Regions from separate parts of the Gossypium hirsutum genome. Here region 1 is linked to region 2. Evidence: chromatin contacts called from public Hi-C data. All regions are on one chromosome and are shown on one strand. Each heading gives the region's core, a stretch centred on a gene start, on an enhancer-like site or on the middle of the called end of the contact. The rest is flanking DNA. Distances are from core to core; before and after follow the strand shown.

The links. A called contact is a pair of places that touch in the nucleus more often than the background predicts.
Region 1: a contact with region 2 is called in a Hi-C map of leaf, with 1.8 times the contacts expected there. The contact joins the promoter of LOC107888936 here to the promoter of LOC107888931 in region 2.

The regions. Positions count from the first base shown.
Region 1 is chrA09:56,799,685-56,802,956 of Gossypium_hirsutum_v2.1, forward strand. It overlaps LOC107888936 (WD repeat-containing protein 43), which reads left to right and starts at 1,453. Exons shown (of 14, transcript XM_016813209.2): 1 at 1,453-1,565; 2 at 2,021-2,113; 3 at 2,249-2,392; 4 at 2,498-2,613; 5 at 3,036-3,190. The coding sequence starts at 2,024.
Region 2 is chrA09:56,609,913-56,613,179 of Gossypium_hirsutum_v2.1, forward strand. LOC107888931 (pumilio homolog 24) reads right to left here and starts at 1,505. Exons shown (of 17, transcript XM_016813203.2): 1 at 1,114-1,505; 2 at 952-1,005; 3 at 78-139. The coding sequence starts at 1,383.

The sequences.
Region 1 (3,272 bases), core at 203-2,702, 190 kb after region 2:
TAACATCTCACTTCAATCATAAATGGAAACAAAACATTTTAGTTTCTGTTCTACTATAAATTCAGCTCGGTACTAATCGTACTAATGCATATTAGCACGTACCAATCTGTACTAGTTGGTACAAAATTTTAATATTTTTATCATAGGTTTTTATTTTTTATAACTATATTTAAAAATATGGATAAATCTCAAAATGACTTATGAACTTTGGTTCAAAATTAATCACTAAATTCCACTTAGGTTGTCAGTTAAATTACTAATAATAAGATGACTGTTAGCTTTTAAAATTGATATAATAGCAACTCTAATACTCAACATTTATACATTGTGTCAATTTAGTCTTGATTATGAAAAAATTAACCCTTAACATTTACAAATTGTGTAATTTGGTCTTTTTTTTATAGTTTTGCTTTTTTGTGCGTAAAATTTAGGGTTAATTATAAAAAATGCAAAAATATGAAAAATAGTATATTAGATGTTTGGGTGTTTCTATTTTTTTATATTTTTTTATCAAATTTAATTAATAAAATTGTTTTTTTAGATTTTTAGGTGAAAAGGTTATAAAAAAACAAAACTACAAAAAAAATAAAAATTACACAATATATAAATGTTGAGGGTTAAATTTTTTAGAATTAAGGCTAAATTGACACAATGTATAAATGTTAAAAGTTAAAGCTACTATTATGACATATTTAAAAGTTAGCACATCATCAATTTAATGGTTGGTAATAAAAAAAACAATTAAATAGTTAAACATTATTTTGTAACTTTTTATAATAATGTAACTAAAAAAATAATTTATTAATAATTAAATAACTACTAATATAATTTATATCCGAAAAAAAATTGGTGAATTTTGGATTATTATTAAAGCCAATTATTCGTCGGCTGATAGGCTTGAATGATTTGAACCGAATTTTAACAAAGTGAATTTCAATTTGAATCACTTCATGGGACATGAATTAAAATTTTAATAATAAAATTAATACTTTTATTTAAATTTAAATGAAAAATATAAATCTAAACTATTAAAATATATATTAAAATTAATTAATAAATTTGAAATATATATGATATTAAAATAATAAAATATATTAAATTATGTGTAAAATTAAAATGTATTAAAAATAAAATAAAACTTTAATTGAGTGACAAATTAAATATTTTGTTAATATAATTAGTGCGAATTTAAATTCCATCATATCTAGATCTTTTATAATTTTAAATTAAAAAATTAAAATATCTTATCGTAAATATAAAAATATATTTTAATAATTTTCTTAAATGAATTGATAATTAAATAATAGTATAGATAAATACATAAATATTTTTAATATTTCATTAATTTTTTTTAGAAAGTAAACTGTTACTCCAACTTGTTGCTTGGGTAAAGCTCAATTTGGGCTTAGTGATCCAAAGAGGTTTCAAATTATTTAAAAGAGAAGCAAAAGCCCAATCTTAAATCAAAACTCAAAAATCGCCCTAAGCCGCCACCTTTTTCAGCTACCGGCGGTTGCTCCCTCTGTCTTTGCCTTTCTCCATTGTTTCTCCATAGCTGCTATCCTGTAAGTCTCATCTCTGCTGTTTTTTTTTTTGAAAATTATGGTGTTTTAAGCTTAATAGAACAACAAATGAAACTCTTTGCGAAATAACTTAAAGCCTCCTTTTAAACAATCATTTTTTAAACAATCATTGTTTCTATCTTTCCTCTCAGTTTATCTTTGGTTCTTTTGTTTACCCTTTTTTAAGCTTATTTAGTTACGTTAACTATGAGAAACTCTTGTTGAAAGTTTAGTTTGAAAAAGCACCATTGGGGGGGGTTAAAAAATCTTAATTTTAATTCATGAATTGGCTTTTTCGGTTAAGTTCTTGTTTGGGCTTTCCTTATGTTTCTCTTTGTTTGCGTCTTCAGCTAAAGCTTTTTGATTCTGGGTTTTCTTTATTTTGAGCTTTGAATTTAGAAACTTGTATTTTTGCTTAATTGCTTATGCTAATGTAGTTCACCTTTTGATTTTTTCAGGATATGGGATCCTTGAATATTAGAGATGTCTTGACAGCATTTAGTCCTTCTTTGGACTATTTTGCTATTAGTTCTGGAGATGGTCGTATTAAGGTAGCTAAAGTCATTTCAAGTTTGCAATTGATTGATGATGATTTTGAGAACTAGTAGTGGTTGCAGCAGTTTATGGTTCAATGTGTATAAGGATGCATGTTTTTCTAAAAGAAATATTTTTATATCTTCTGTTAGATTTGGGACACTTTGAAGGGTCAAATTCAAACTGAATTTGCAGACATTATATCAAGTGAGGCAACAAACATATATCCTAAGGCAGAAAGAGGGCATCTTTCAATTGATTACAAATGTATGAAGTGGTTGTCTTTTGACAAAAAGGTTTGTCATTTTGTATGTTAATAAAATGGTTTTGCGGAATTAAGATGATGGGCCTTTTCTTCAATGATGAACTAACTTTTGGACCAAAAACTGTTAAATTTGCAGAAGAAAAGGAAACTTGGAAGTTCTTTGCTCATATTGGGAACAGGAAGTGGTGATGTCTTAGCACTCGATGTGTCTGCTGGTCAGCTGAAGTGGAAAGTCAGTGATTGCCATCCTGGGTACGCACTTCTTGTTGGATTCATTTTTAATCCCCTAATTTACCTTTGAAACCTAATGCATATATTTATGTTAATGATGTTACTGATTTTAATGCACACATATGTGGGATGCAATTATCAGAATGGAAGTGGAAACTCAGGACAAAGTAAAGTCATTACAAATAATAATTGAAATTCTATTACTACTGTACGCAAATATAAGTTATGTCTGAATTTTCACCTTCCTTGATGAGATCCCAGGAATTTATGCAATTTATATCTCAGTTCTTTAGATATGCATTTTGCGTTCTTGCAGAATGACAGAAAATTCTGATTGTATTATAATAAGCTCATGATGATTTTGGACGAATGCATTAGCCATTAAGTTTGGATATTGATTAGCATTGTTGTCTCTGCTCATTTTGTCTCCTAATGACTTACAGGGGTGTCAGTGCCATTGCATTTGCTACAAATGGCTCTTGCATTTATAGTTCTGGGGCTGATGGGATGATTTGCAAAATCGATTCATTGACTGGAAATCTATTAGGGAAGTTCAGAGCTTCTACGAAGTCAATATCCTGTATGGCTGTCTCATACGGTAGGTGTTTCTGCTTTTGACCCTTCTACTCTATGAGATACTTATGCTGAATCCATCATCTCAAGATGGACTTTATCTTCGA
Region 2 (3,267 bases), core at 255-2,754:
ACAATTCAAGTAACATTTTAGTACAAAAAATAATAATATTGACTAACAATGCATTATATTTGTTCTTACAAACATACTTTGATCTGTCTTCTTTAGCAATATTCCGACGTCTCATCTTTTCCCATAAAGATGCAAGCTCCTATCACAATGTAAAATCATCAAAACTTGCATTAGACCATAATTCGATAATTGCCAAATATTCACATGGTCAGCCAAAATATAAGTTCTAATCAACTGATAAACACATCAACTCAAATCTCCTCAAATTTTTTCCCTTTAATTCTTAATTCCACCATGGTTGTAAACAGGGACTTGTGTTCCTAAGCAATTAGGGTTCAGACAAAAAAAAATCTAATTCAGTTCAGTCGTTGGTGAGTTGAGTGAGCCCAAGCTGAAAGAAGTTTGACCTGTCAAGTTTGAGTATTCTAATACTTGATAGTGCAACTAATAAGATTTCCCTCCTTTTAATTAGCTATGTTACTTGGATTTGGATGTGAGTGTTGAATACCTACGCAGATATGGGTAGCTTATTTAAGTTTTTCCACGGATTTAAAGGATCCTTGAAGGCCATATCCCCATATCTGTGTGTAGGATACAGGTACTTCATGAAAACTGAAGAGACCGAGCAACATAGTTAATTAGCATAGAAAATCTTCAATTCAAATTTGAACTTGAGTTTAAATACAAATAATCAAGTTTGACATCGAGCATGAGAGCTGAGCTTGACTTTAACCAAGTAAACAAGCAAGATTGAGAAACTCAATGTTTTTTTCTCAATTCGTGTTCATGCTTTACAAATGAAACTGAAACGAGCTCGAGACTCTCATCTCTTATTTCAACTCAAGCTTCTTACAGCTTAAACTCAGCTCGGCTTGATTACACCCTAAATAATAATCCAGAGCTCGACTTAGTTACACCCTAAAATTAAAGAATTAAAGGCATAGAACTGACTTGTTCAAGAGTATAATGCGGCTTCCTCTTCTTCTTTCTAGCTTCAGCCAATTCCTACCAAAAACCAATAAAACAAAAAACATTAAATAACACAAAAACAAATTGGCTTTACTTCTAAAATATCTAATTAAAAAATATACATATATATATACATCAAATAACCTTGGCTTGGATTCGACGCTCTCGCTTTGTGAGTTCTTTATTATCATTCCCAAATTCCGATTTCTTAAACTTGGAATGAGTTGGGTGTTCTCGTTTTGGTTTGGATGAGTTGAAAGGTTTCTTGAGGAGCTTGTTTGAAGGGTTTGTTGATGAAGGGGTGGAAGAAAGCAGCTTCGGCTTCTTCGATTTCGAGCCATCTTTGTCCGTTTTGGTGCTTGAAAATTGCTTTCTCTTATTGGGTTTTTGCGTTTGTTGATTCTTGGCCGCCATTGAAACTGTTTTTTAGCTCTAAGCTGTGTCTCCTTGGGGATGAGAGAGAGGGGGTTTTAGTTTTAGCCTTTGTTTTTCCGAGGGTTTTGCGTTTAGGTTAGAGGGCAGCAAAAAAGACTGGGCCTGCTTGAATTAAAACGGAAATTAATTTATGCATTACTATTGGAGATTTTTTTTTTGACGTAAGAAATCAGTATCATGAAAATTTATTACCTTTAAATTTAATTGATTTTTTATATTTCTCATAGACATTTTATATTTTATATTTGAGGCTCGTAGTTATCCCTTTAAATAAAATTGTTTTTAAAGTTTGAACTATATTTTTCTTTAAAGAATACAATATATCTTATTATTATACCAAACGCTTGTTGATTTTAAATTTAATTGAGAATGGTTCCCACATTTACTAAATTTTATTTTTTATTTGTTTAATTTCCTTTTTCTTTTTAAATTTTCTTTATTTTTGTTGAATTTTTTTCACCACAAAGTCATGAAAGTTATTTATTTTTAAATTTATTTCAAATAATATTCTATTAAATTTTAAATTATATGCTAATTTAAATACATATAAAATATTTTAATTTTAATCATATATTTATTTTAAGATAAACATAATAACTTATTTTTATTTAAAAACTAGTTTTTTATCCGATAATACATGAGTTTAGTGATATGTATCAATCAAAATATATTAAAATTAAATTAATAATTAAAACAATAAAAAATTTATGTTAAAATCGAATTTAAAATAGATACTAATATAGATATTAAATATTTATCTAAATTTTATGATAATCTAATTAAATATTTATGTAATTTTTTTTAAATATTATATATAATATAATCAAATAATATTTATAATTGAATAATAAACCTAAATTAGCTTATAATTGAATACTTAAAATGATTAATTCATTTATTTATTTAAATTAAATAAAAATAGAGAGATTACCACTTGTAGTAATATGAAGATGTGTAACTTATTATATTATATATATATATATGATAACTACATTATAGCAAATATTTGATACACAAATGGATTTTTTAACTCTAGTAGAGTTAAGAGGATAATATATGTCTTTTTTATATTTTTTAAAATGCTAATTAAGGATAATTTTTATCCTATTAACTCTGGTTGTGGAGTTAAAAAACTCCACTGCTTATATTACAAATATTAATCCTTCTCGTTAATAAACTAACTTTTATAAATAAGTATTATAAGTATTACTAAAAATGTTAAAATCAATAAACTTAATATTTTATTTTATTAGGGCAAATTCAAAATGTATATTAAATTTCTTATAGAGCGCTAAGTAAATAAAACTGAACGTATCAATGTAACTTCCTCAAAATTTTAATTAATATTTTACTATGCATACCTAACGTTGTAATAATACATTTATGGTAACCACATTTTCAATAATCACATTCTAGTACAATATTCTCGCACCAAATGTTTCGTTCAAACCCAAATTTGTTTGGGATTTTATTGCATATGTTGCTTTAGGTATTAGGTGTTTCCATTAACTGCCATAAGGGCAAGGAGTTGTGTAAAGAATCACCACATCAAGATTCTACTTATCTTGATGGTTGAAAGGGCCTTGATACGTGTTGATGTCTTTTTATTGCTCCCAACCTTGGTATGGAGGTCTGATTCAAGCAATGGAATCTCATTTTTTTTTCTGACATAAAGTTTTGATTACTCACCTTTCGAGGTTTTGTCTTATTTGAGATTAAATTTTTTTAATTAAATTTAAAACTTCATTAACTTCAAAAATATCTCCTCCTAATTGAAAGTTTTCCTCCACATTATGTTTTTTTTTTCGAATTAAAATTTCAAAAGGGTAAACAGAAACAATGAAGTTGTAATTGTATTAGGTA